Linked DNA regions of Mustela erminea: region 2 is linked to region 1. Evidence: chromatin contacts called from public Hi-C data. All regions are on one chromosome and are shown on one strand. Each heading gives the region's core, a stretch centred on a gene start, on an enhancer-like site or on the middle of the called end of the contact. The rest is flanking DNA. Distances are from core to core; before and after follow the strand shown. Region 1 holds the start of PDCL (phosducin-like protein). Region 2 holds the start of TTLL11 (tubulin polyglutamylase TTLL11).

Region 1 (5,527 bases), core at 1,564-4,063:
ATATATATATTTTCTAAAGGTTTTATTTATTTATTTGTCAGAGAGAGAGTACAGGCAGACAAAGTGGCAGAGGGAGAAGGAGGCTCCCTGCAGAGCAAGGAGCCTGATGTGGGACTCAATCCCAGGACGCTGGGACCATGACCCGAGCCAAAAACAGAGGCTTAACCAACTGAGCCACCCAGGCGTCCCTATTTGTATATATAGTTTATGCAGAAGGCAGGAAACTAATACGTAATGCTCTCCACCAACTTGCATTTTTTTTTTTAAACTAAATACTACGTTCATGCAAGTATATAGAAAGGATGAATTTCCAGCAGTGGAATTTCTGAGCTAAAAAAATATTAAATCTTTAAAAGTATTTTTTATAGTTTGTTGATTCTCTCTAATGTTCAAACAGCAAATATATAATTCACAAGGTATTTATATTTTTTATACTATTGAATACCTTGAGCCAGATTCTTCTGAAAACTTTAGTCAGTCATTCACTGTTCCCTAAGTTCTTTTTAAAATTAACACATAGTATATTATTAGTTTCAGAGGTAGAGAATTCAGTGATTCATCAGTCTTATCTAATACCCAGTGCTCATTATATCACATGCCGTCCTCAATGTCTATCACCCAATGACCCATCCCCACCCACACCCCCCTCCTCTCCAGGGACCCTCAGTTTGTTTCCTATGATTAAGAGTAAAGGTATATATTTTTGTATTATTGACTAATGTATCTCATATGTAAGAGTTGTATCAATTTACACCTCACCTGCAATGTATTCCCCATACTCTTGCTGTTATCAAACTTTCTGATTTTTAACAATTTGAATGGTGGTAAATGGTATCTGAGCGGATTTTTTCTTTTGGAGATAAGAACCGGGAAAGCATATTAGCAGGCTGTAGAAAGCAAGTTTGTATTTGCAGGGGAGACTGAGGGGAGGTCATTGCCAGAAGAGTCCTTTACTAAGCTGGAGGAGCAGAAGCCACTGCGGCAGTGAGACATTTAATAGGTACAGATGCAGGAGGTTGTTGGTAGGTTTTGAGGGTGGACACAAGTACAAGTCTCTTTTGATTGCTTCTGATTGTTTTGTTTTTTTGAGGTGTCTTCAGCTCCTGACTGCTTCTGTTTTTTAGGTGAAATAAGAACCAAGGTCATAAACTGAACCAGGAGAGGGGAGAGAGCACTGAGGATTTGAGAAAAGAGATGTGAATTGCTCCTTTCAGTGAATGGGAGGGTAACCTGCCCAGGGAAACAAGGATCCTTGGGTAGCACTGAGGATTACAGCCTTCAATTTAAAGTGAAAAAGAAAATTTTTTTTTTAAAAAAAGATTTTATTTATTTATTTGTCAGAGAGAGAGCGAGCGAGAGCGAGCACAGGCATACAGAGTGGAAGGCAGAGTCAGAGGGAGAAGCAGGCTCCCTGCAGAGCAAGGAGCCCGATGTGGGACTCGATCCCAGGACGCTGGGATCATGACCTGAGCCGAAGGCAGTTGCTTAACCAACTGAGCCACCCAGGCGTCCCAAAGAAAAATTTTTTTGGTTAAAATTTTATTTACTTATTTATTTGAGAGAGAGAAAGAGAGAGAGTGGGAGAGCAAACCCGGGGGAGCTGCAGAGGGAGAGAGAGAAGTAAGTAGAGGGAGAGGGAGAAGCAGGCTCCCTGCTAAGGAGGAAGCCCAGGAGGGTGATCCCAGGATCCTGGGATCATGACCTGAACCAAATGAGCCACCCAGGTGCCCTCAAATTTTGAAGGACAAAGCACTACCAGGGATGAAGAAGATCCTTGCTTCCGGGAGATGTCAGAAAAACAATTAAAAGCAAATACACTCATGTAGCATTCATTTAACAGGTATTAATGGGGAATCTGCCTCACAGAAGCTCGGTTGCTGGGTTCTGGCTTGTCACCTAGGGCAGATCACAATCATCCTCCGGCTGGCTGCCGTTCAACACACAAATCTGATTACGTTAAGATGATTCACTCTGCAAACAAAAACACCAAAGTCACCATAAGGTCTCCATAGGATGAACTGTTCTTAAATTTGGGGAGCGAAGTTCTCACTCTTGATAGCCTGAACCAACAGCTTCTTAGGAAAATGCGCATATATACCAATTTCCAGACAATTTGCAGGACCACAAGTTGAGGATCTCTCCCTCAAATTAGGAGCCCTATTTTAGAGTGTATTGTTTTAGGGTTATTTTGGATGATTCAGTTTGTACAAAGCTTTCTATGAATTACTTTATGGCTGTGTATTGGACACTTAATAAGGACTCAATTTGAAATCATTTTAGATTTTTTAAAAAGTTGCAAAAGTAACATGGACTTCTATATTCTTCACCCTGAATAGTCGAAGGTTAACATCTTACATAACCATAGTACAATTATCAATACTGCTGATACACTATTATTGTTAATAAACCTTATTTCATCAGTTGTCCCGTTCATGTCCTTTTTCCGTTCCAGGATCCAATTCAGAAATTCACCAGCGTGGTCAGGGTCCTGGCTTTTTTTCTTTCCTTTTTTTTGTTAATGCAAGTCTGTGTGTTTTGGGTCAAAATACTTTACGTCTCTGAGTCTGTCTTGTTTTAAGGGCCGCGATGTGATTAAGAAGCAATAAGAAACACAAGTGGAATGGTTTCAGAAATGTCAAAGATAACTAAACAAACTTTTCTTGGTATTATAAACTAGGTACGTACAAGGTAACTTTTCTTTTAAATTAAAACAAAGCCGACTGAAGAGTACTACCGACGTCGAGGTGTTTTGTCCCAAAGAAGGACCCGTAGCGTTTCCCTCAGCCCCGGAGGAGGCCTTCCCTAATTGGGCAGCGTGCGTCCGCCCGACCACAGGAAGGCCGCCTCATTGGTTCGCGCAGTCGGGACTCCGGCGGCTTTTCTCTTAGAGCTCAAGGCGCTGACCCACTTCTCTTCCTCCAACCCAGCGTGTCCTTCCTTCCGAAGTGCCCAGAGCTGCCGGCCCGAAAGGATCCGGACTGAGCTAGGCGGGGTAACTGCACTGAGGTCAGTCGGCAAGAAGCGGCGGGCATGGACACGGGTGGGAGGTGATGTCTGCGCGCCCCTCGGCCCCTACGGCCGCCGCGATTCCCATGCTCCGCCCCCCCTTCTCTGGTCCCACCTCCATTAGGTTCCCCCAAAAGTTCCGCGCGCCCCTCTGCCGCCCTTCCGCTGGCCCCACCCTCACCTCCCCCTGCGACCCCGCCTCTTCCACCCGCCCTTCCGCTTTTCTCAGCCCCACCCCCGATTCCTCCCCTCAGGAGCCCCGCCCTCTCCGCCGGCCCCGCCTTCTCCGGGAGCATCTCCACGGGCCCCGCCCTAGCCGCGTCCTCTTCAGAGGCCCCGCCCTCACCGAGCGCACCCCTGGCCAGTCTCTCCGCCCATCCTGTGCAGTCCGAACCGCTCCTCGTCTCTTTTAAGTTTGGTTCTGGCCCCCCGCGGCCCCTCCTCACCCCCAGACCCCCGTATATGCACGTTTCTTTCCATCAGCCCTGCCTTCTGTGCACATTCCCTGTCTGACTACTGGGGTCTCGCGTTCCCGCGCCGAACCGGACTGCGTCCGGCTGTGCTTAGTGAATGGTGCGGAGACCTTGCGCTGGACCTTGGACGCCCCTGCTTTCAGCAACCCCTTGCCTCGTGGGAGAGCCACGCTGTATTGGAGTTTGACAGGCCCTCCCTTCCTCTAATGAAGGAAGCATGTTTGCGATGCTTAGAGGAGGGACTCAAGTTGTCACCATGACTTCTGGAAGGGCAAGCTGGCCTCTGAGGAGCTGAGCAGTACCTTTCTCCCCAGGTGCCCTTGGCATCTTCTGTTGCAGAGTCTTGGCTCCAACCATTGCCTTTTGAACTCTTGGGAATTAGTAGGATCTTGTCAGGGCCCTTCTTTTAACCAGAGTTGGTAGGGCTTTCAGAGCGCATCCATCCACAGGGTCACTGAGCTCTTCAAGGAAGTTGAAGGCAAGGGGACAGATGAGTGATTGACCTAGACCAACAGTGACTCTGCGTCATACTCTTGATGCTGCTCTTTGGAGTTTTTCCTGAGGAATCTGACCCAGTTTACAATTACCCAGCAGTCGTAGTCGATTAGGAAATCCTAAAAGTATGTGTAGGTGAAACCTCTAGTCAGTAAGTAGATTCCTTCAAGCCAACACGCTGGTACAGCTATGGTATACGGAAGACAGTGACCGACACCCTCACTCTGGTGGAGTCGGGTACCCTGGGGTCTGATCCCAGCTCCACCATTTGCTGGTTCTTGGCACCATTTGTTGGTTCTGAGCTTCAGTTTTACCTTCTGCACAAAGAGCGTGATTGACCCGGTCACCCAGGGTGATGGCATGGATGGCATGCTTAAGAAAAAAAATCCGTTTTCGGGTCTTAAAAATAGTAGGATCTTAACATAAGTGAGTCCCTAGCCCATTGTCTGTCTGGTTCACACCACCAAAGAGCCTGATAATGTTGCCTCCTTCAGGCACCATGACGACCCTGGACGATAAGTTGCTGGGGGAGAAGCTGCAGTACTATTACAGCAGCAGTGACGATGAGGACAGCGACCGCGAGGACAAGGATGGAGGCAGGGGTGCGCTGGCCGGCACTTCGATGCCTGCAGATGCTGAGTTGGCAGGCGAAGGCATCTCAGTTAACACAGGTACTGGACATCTCTGAGCTCTGGGATCAGGTTTAACAAATATCTGTGAAATATGTATCTCCTGGTCACTTCTCTCTAATTCCAGTCTCACTCCTATTCTTGTGTCATCATGTCCCTGTGTGTGCTTCTAGCCGTTTCAGTGCACAGTGCACACGTGTGTGCACACCATACACAGACTGTGAACACACACAGTGAATACAGACTGACTTGCTTTTGATTCCGGCTTCTCAAATTCATAGTTGTTTGATATCACAGAAGTCATAGGTATCCATACTATGTGGTGGTATAGACTCCTAGAAATGGCATATTTACACGTTTACATTTTGATATTTCCAAATTGTGGCCATTAAAGGGGCGCTGTTTTATATGTAACCAGCAGTGTGGTTTTCCCCATACACGAGCCCTCCTGCTGTGTTATCAGAATCTGGGATCTCTGCCTCCTGCTGGATGACAAATGGTAACTCACTGTAGTTTTATTTTCTATCTTTTTCAAGAGGGATGTTGAGCCTTTTTAACTTTAAGAGCTATTTTCCTATCCTTTACTCATTTTTAAAATTTGGTGGTTGGTGTTTTTTTGGTGGGGGGGCTATATAGTAAGGAAGCTCATCTGTGGTATGAGCTGGAACTATTTCTCCCAATTTGTTGTTTGTCTTTTGATTCTTTGTTCTTTTCCTGGCAGGAAACTTTTATTTTTATGTGCCTGAAAGCATTATTTTATACTTTCTTACTTTTGTTTCTTACTGAAACATTCTTTACTCCGGGATTACAAAAAGATTCTCCCATGCTTTTTCTTAGTACGTTCATGATTTCTTTCTTTCTTTCTTTCACTTAAATGTTGATTCATCTGGAATTCATTTTGGTGCAAGGAATGTGGTAGGGCCC
Region 2 (5,527 bases), core at 1,799-4,298, 720 kb after region 1:
AAACAAGCAAACAAGCGAGACTCCCACTGTAAGCTGTGGTGAGTGCTGGGAAGGAAAAGGAGGGAACTACGGGAGGGATCCACTTTGTGACATAGTTTTATATTTTTGAGAGGTCGTCCGGGTGCCTCAGTCTAACCTGCTACTTGCTCCTTGGCAGCTGTAACTGAGGCTTCTCTTTGAGGAGTCGCTCTTGGGGTTGGATTTTCCACTAACACAGTTTCATGAGGAGTCAGAGCTCATGGAAGTGTTCGGAGATCTGACAATGAAATCCAGTGAGCCTTCTTTCCTGTTCTCCCTCCCTCTAAGGCTAGTGTTTCAACCAGTGTGGTCCCAAAGAGACTTGCAATTAGCCACTGCTCAAATCTACATGCACTGTGCCTTTTCCTTACCCCCTTCCCAGTATAGGACTCCCAGTATAGCCCTGGGAGCCTTTGAACCAATTGCCAAAGGCGCCCCCTTCCAGAGGACAAAACCTCAATGACTGAGCCTTGGGGGTGCAGAGCACAAGTTGGATTTCAGCCCTTTTGAGGCTGCTTGGATCACCTGCATGACTGCACATGGCAGCCGTGCCCACAGCCTCTGGAATGCCAACCCCACGTACCTTCTATCTCTCTGATTGTCACTCCATCATGACAATGTATTTCATCTCTTATAGGAAGTCTTATCTAGCTTTCTAGTTCACAGTAAATTTTCCATTCCTTGAACTCCTGAATAATTTTTTTACTCCTTGCCTTATTTGCACTTAATTGTACACTGCCTTCTGATTCTTCCTGTTTTTCTCACTTGCATCACTATTTCATCTGATGAGGGATGATTTAGATTGAGAAATCAGAGATATCTCTGTAGATGTATCATTTATACTAAATGCTGAAGGAGCAGTCGGCAAGAGTTCTAGAGAAAAGTGTTCTAGGCAGAGGGAAGGGCATGTGCAAAGGCCCTGAGGCAGAAGGTTTTTGAGATGCAAGGCCAAATGAATATGAGTATCTCTGCATGGAATGGACTTTACAGATTTGGGAAATGAAGTGGAAAACAACTATTAAAGTATGCATTCTCACTACTTTCTGAGGACCTCTTTGTTCTAACCCCTGGAAAGGACATATAGAGATGAATCAGACCAGGCTACACATGTTCCTTCTTAGACTAATGGAGGAGGCTAAGATGGTTTCTATGTAGTGTGACAGACATACCATGGTAGAGGGTTATCATGTATGTCAGTAGAGGGATAGAGAGAGTAACTATTTCTGTTTGTGGGCACTGAGGAAAGCTTATCCAAGATGGAGACATCTGAGTGAGATCTGATGTAGGGCGACCCATGGAGGCTGGTGCATGGTCCAGGCTAAAGGCTTGGACTGGAACAATGATAATAAGGATGGACAAGAGAGGAAAGAGGAGAGAGACATTTCAGTGTAAAACCTGTAAGACTTGGAGATGGACTGGTTTTAGGAGGCCAGGGAGAGGAATAAGTTAAGGCGCTGCAATTTTGGCATGGATGACTGAAGAAAGGCGGTACCTCTCGATGAGATCGGGGTTGGAGGAGAAGAGACAGCATTTGAGGAGGGTGGTTGGTTGGTGGAGAGACAATGGGGAAGGGCGAGGGCTTTTCTTTGGTACCACGGACAGCTCCAAGGATCTCCCCAGGACTTGACATAGGCTAGATCAAATGGTTGAGGCGAGATGCCTTAGCACCAGCAAAGGAGCTAATTTAATATACAGACTCCCAGTCCCACCCAAATATTCTGTGTCAAAATCCCTGGGGTTGGGGTTCAGGAAGCTGCTTTCTAAATAAGCACCCCAGATAACTCAGATACAGGTTATACTTAAACACTGAAACAAACCACGGTGGCCGCCAGAGGAAGAGATGAGAGCGCCCTCTGCTGCTAAAAGGACGTTTGGACCTCTTGAGTTTATGACTGGTGCATTTTAAGGCAGTTTATTTAGGAAGGGAATCCCAAAGCCAAAACAAAGAAACAAGAGACCAGAGAATATGAGTGAGAAAGAGGGGCCACCTGTGTGCAGTTACGGTTAATGTCTTCAGTCTGGGGGTGCTGTTACACCTTCCCAACTGCATTCCCTCAAAAAAAAAAATGTGGCTCCCTAAGGCAAGAGGAGAGAACCCTCGCCTTGGATTGGCTTTAAAAGTATATTTCATCCCAAAAGAAATGAAAGCAGGGACTTGAAAAGGTATTTGTGTACCCGTGCTCCTAGCAACATTATTCTCCACAGCCAACAGGTGGAAGCGATCCAAATGTCCATTGACGGATGAATGGGTAGAGAAACTGTGGTGGATTCATGAGCAAAACATTATCCAGTCTTAAAAAGGAAGGACATTCTGAGATATGCTACAACGTGGATGAACCCTGAAGGCATTATGCTGAGTGAAATTAGCCAGACACAGAGGGACAAATATTGTATGATTCCACTTGTATGTAATGAGGTCCCTGGAGGAGTCAAATTCATGGAGAGAAAGTAGAGTGGTGGTTGCCAGGAGCTGGGGGGAGGAAGGATGGGGAGTTATGGCTTAATGAGTACAGAGTTCCATTTGGAGAAGGTGAAAAAGCTCCAGAAATGGGTGTTGGTGATGGTTTTTACACACTCGTGTGAACTCACTTAATGCTATCGAATGGCACGCCTAAAAAAAGGTTAAAATGGCAACTTTTATGTTTATTTTTCCACAATAAAAAAAGGGACATAATAAGAAAAGCGGTGTTAATGCCCTCCACTTGACGGGGAATGCGTAGGGCTTCTCCATCCCATGCGGCGCTGAGAGCAGGGAAAGATGCCTCCCTTCTCCGTCTGGGGCTCTCCCAGGCCCAGCAGGTGCTTCTTTCAGCGGATACCTGCTCCCCCAGGGCCTGGACCGGTCCCGGCCAGCATCAGACTGAGGTGCTTCCAGATAGTGGAGTTCCCTCCCCGCAACGAGGTCCTGCCTCCTTCTTCCGAGGTTGTTATTCCAGCGACTGTGTAGCGGGGTGGGGGAAAGCGGGTCTCTTGTTTGAGATCCTCCGCAGCCCCCGGACTCAGCCAGGCGGCTTTCCGCCCTCTTCCAAGATGGCCGCCCGCGCCTCTGTGACAGGCCTGATCACGTGGGCGCCGCCGCCTATGAGGTCGCCGCGGCTCCGGCCGCGATTGTCCCTTCCCGGGCCCCGTCCCGAGGAGGTGCCCGCCCTTGTCAACCAAAGCCTGAGCGATCATGGCAACGGGCTCTGGAGGGGAGCGCGTGGCCGCGGCGGCAGTTTGGTCGCGGGCCGGGACGGCCGAGCGGCGGCGGCGGCGGTGGCACTGGCGCTGGTACCGGCCCTGAGCGCCATGCAGCGGGGCAGCTCCGAGAGGGAGTTGGCGGCCGGCTGGGAGGCGGAGGCGGTGGCCGTGGCCGAAGCGCCGGCGGCGGCTGCGGGGGAGCCGGTCGGCGTGGACTCCGGCGCGGCCGGGGAGCCGGAGCGCAAGGCGGCGGAGGAGCAGTCCAAGGAGCGCGCCCGGGCGCAGCCCCGCGCGGCCGAGGAGGGGGACGCCCTGGTGACCCCGCGGCCGCCGCCCACGCTGCCCCTGGCGAAGCCGCAGCCGGCGCGGGTGCGGGGCCTCTGCCCGCACCGGAAGCCCCGGAGCAAGGGCCGGGGCTGCCGGCGGAGCTCGGGCCGCTCGGCGGACGAATACTGCTCCCAGCGGCCGGTCACCGTGGACAGCTCCAAGGCCAGGACCTCCCTGGACGCCCTGAAGATCAGCATCCGCCAGCTCAAGTGGAAGGAGGTGAGGCCCGGCCCGGCCGCGTGGGCACGGGGGGAGGGTGCACTGTTCGTCCTCAGAGGACCTGTCACGGCCCAGGGCTAAGGGCTGAGGGCTGAGGGCTGAGGGCTGAGCTCCTGTTGAGCACCAGGCTCCCAAGTGCTCATCCTTCAAGGCCTAGCCGCCAAAGTCACTTCCTCCCGAAGACTTGAAGCCCGCTCCGGGTCAAGTTAGTCACTCCTTCCCCTGGCTCCCCTAACACTACGGCTCTGGCTTCTAACCATCAGCGCTCACCCGCCCCAGACGCCAGCACTCCCCTACATTGTAGATCTTAGCTTCTGTGTCTGTCTCCTCCACCAGCTTTGGGTCTTCGGGGCCCGGGACCCTCTCTGTCACTTCATTCACGTTCTCATGGTACAGCACTTCCTGTGCGGCGGTTGAGGAGTTGGTACTTTGGAGGCAGACAGACTTAGGGTCTCAGCACACCCTGCCACTTAGGTATGCGACTTCGAGGAGCAAGTTGTTTCACCTCTTAAGCCTGTTTCCTTCCTGTAAAGTGAAGCCAATAATCTGTCTCCTATCAGCGTTAGAGGACTCTGCTTATTGTAGCGTGGCACAAGTGTGCAATAAATGGTAACTCATCCCACCACCTTCTCCTCTCCCTCTTCCTCCATCGCTGTCACCGCCACCAGCATCATCATCAGGGCAGGACCTGTATTTTACATTCTAGGCCTTGGCATATAGTGCGTGTCAGTAAGTGGTGGATGCCCGGGTGAGTGAAGGGATGGGTTATTCATCCCTGAACACATTTTCGACCTGGCGGGGGCTGGGACACAGAGGGCTGCCTGTTGCAGTTGGCTGACTGGGTATAGCCATTTGACTTAATTTTCAGCTTCTAAGGCTATTTAACAGGGTCCCAGGAGTGGCGGATTGTAATTTAGGGGAGACAAGTCTGGAGCCTTAGACTCAGATGGTCTGCTGATGGAATGGGCATCTTCAGCAGGCAACATGAAGATTCGGGTACTTAGCTCTATGCTTGGCTTATGGCAGACATTCAGGAATGGTTTTATGAAGTTGGAACACACAGAGGGATGGCCACAGAAAGGATCAATGAGGTCAGAAGGTTGGCGTCCCAACAGGAAGGAGTCATGTAGTTTGGAGGGAAGTCAAGATTCAGGTGGGAAAGGGTTAGCCATTGGGGGCATCTGACTTCCCATTCCCCGCTCTACTAGTGTCAGAGTCCCCAGGCTTGGGGCTGGGGTTTCAGAGGACTTTCATGCCTAGGAAACCTGCAAGGAGGGCTCCCTGTTCTGGGCAGGAGCCCAGGTCTGGGCCAGAGATAAGACGGCCAGAACAACATGGAATTGGAGAACTTGTCAATGCCGTAGTCTTAATGAAAAAAGAATCCAGGGACTGAAACCAGGCCACAAGAACCAGGCGAGGCTGACCGGCCCCACTTAGCTTAGCCCTGTGGGAGAGAGAGACATGAAGCTGACTAGATCTTGAGAGATGCAGCCAGAAGGACTCAGAAACGAGCAGGCATACATGCCAGGTTCATGCACTCAGTCTGTGAGTGTTTGCCATGGATGCTGGACCCTGGGAATCAAGGACCCTTAAGATGTAACCTCTGCCTCCAGGACATTAAGTTCAGTAGGGATAAAACACAAGTAGAAAAACCCATTGCAGTGATTATAGCGTCTTTGCTCCTGCTTCCTGAAATGCTCTTTTCCCAATTATTTGCATGGCTCACTCTGTCACTTTCCATGTCAGGGCAAACGCCACCTCCTCAGAGACGCCTTCCCCTTTG

The links. Hi-C and Micro-C count contacts between places; a contact is called where the count stands out from the background.
Region 2: a Hi-C map of spleen shows a contact between it and region 1, with 4 times the contacts expected there. The contact joins the promoter of TTLL11 here to the promoter of PDCL in region 1. A contact is called at or near these places in 2 of 3 Hi-C or Micro-C datasets (fibroblasts and spleen).

The regions. Positions count from the first base shown.
Region 1 is chr12:11,770,367-11,775,893 of mMusErm1.Pri, forward strand. PDCL (phosducin-like protein) reads left to right here and starts at 2,814. Exons shown (of 4, transcript XM_032307976.1): 1 at 2,814-3,006; 2 at 4,469-4,645. The coding sequence starts at 4,474.
Region 2 is chr12:12,488,194-12,493,720 of mMusErm1.Pri, forward strand. It overlaps TTLL11 (tubulin polyglutamylase TTLL11), which reads left to right and starts at 3,049. Exons shown (of 9, transcript XM_032306850.1): 1 at 3,049-3,744. The coding sequence starts at 3,049.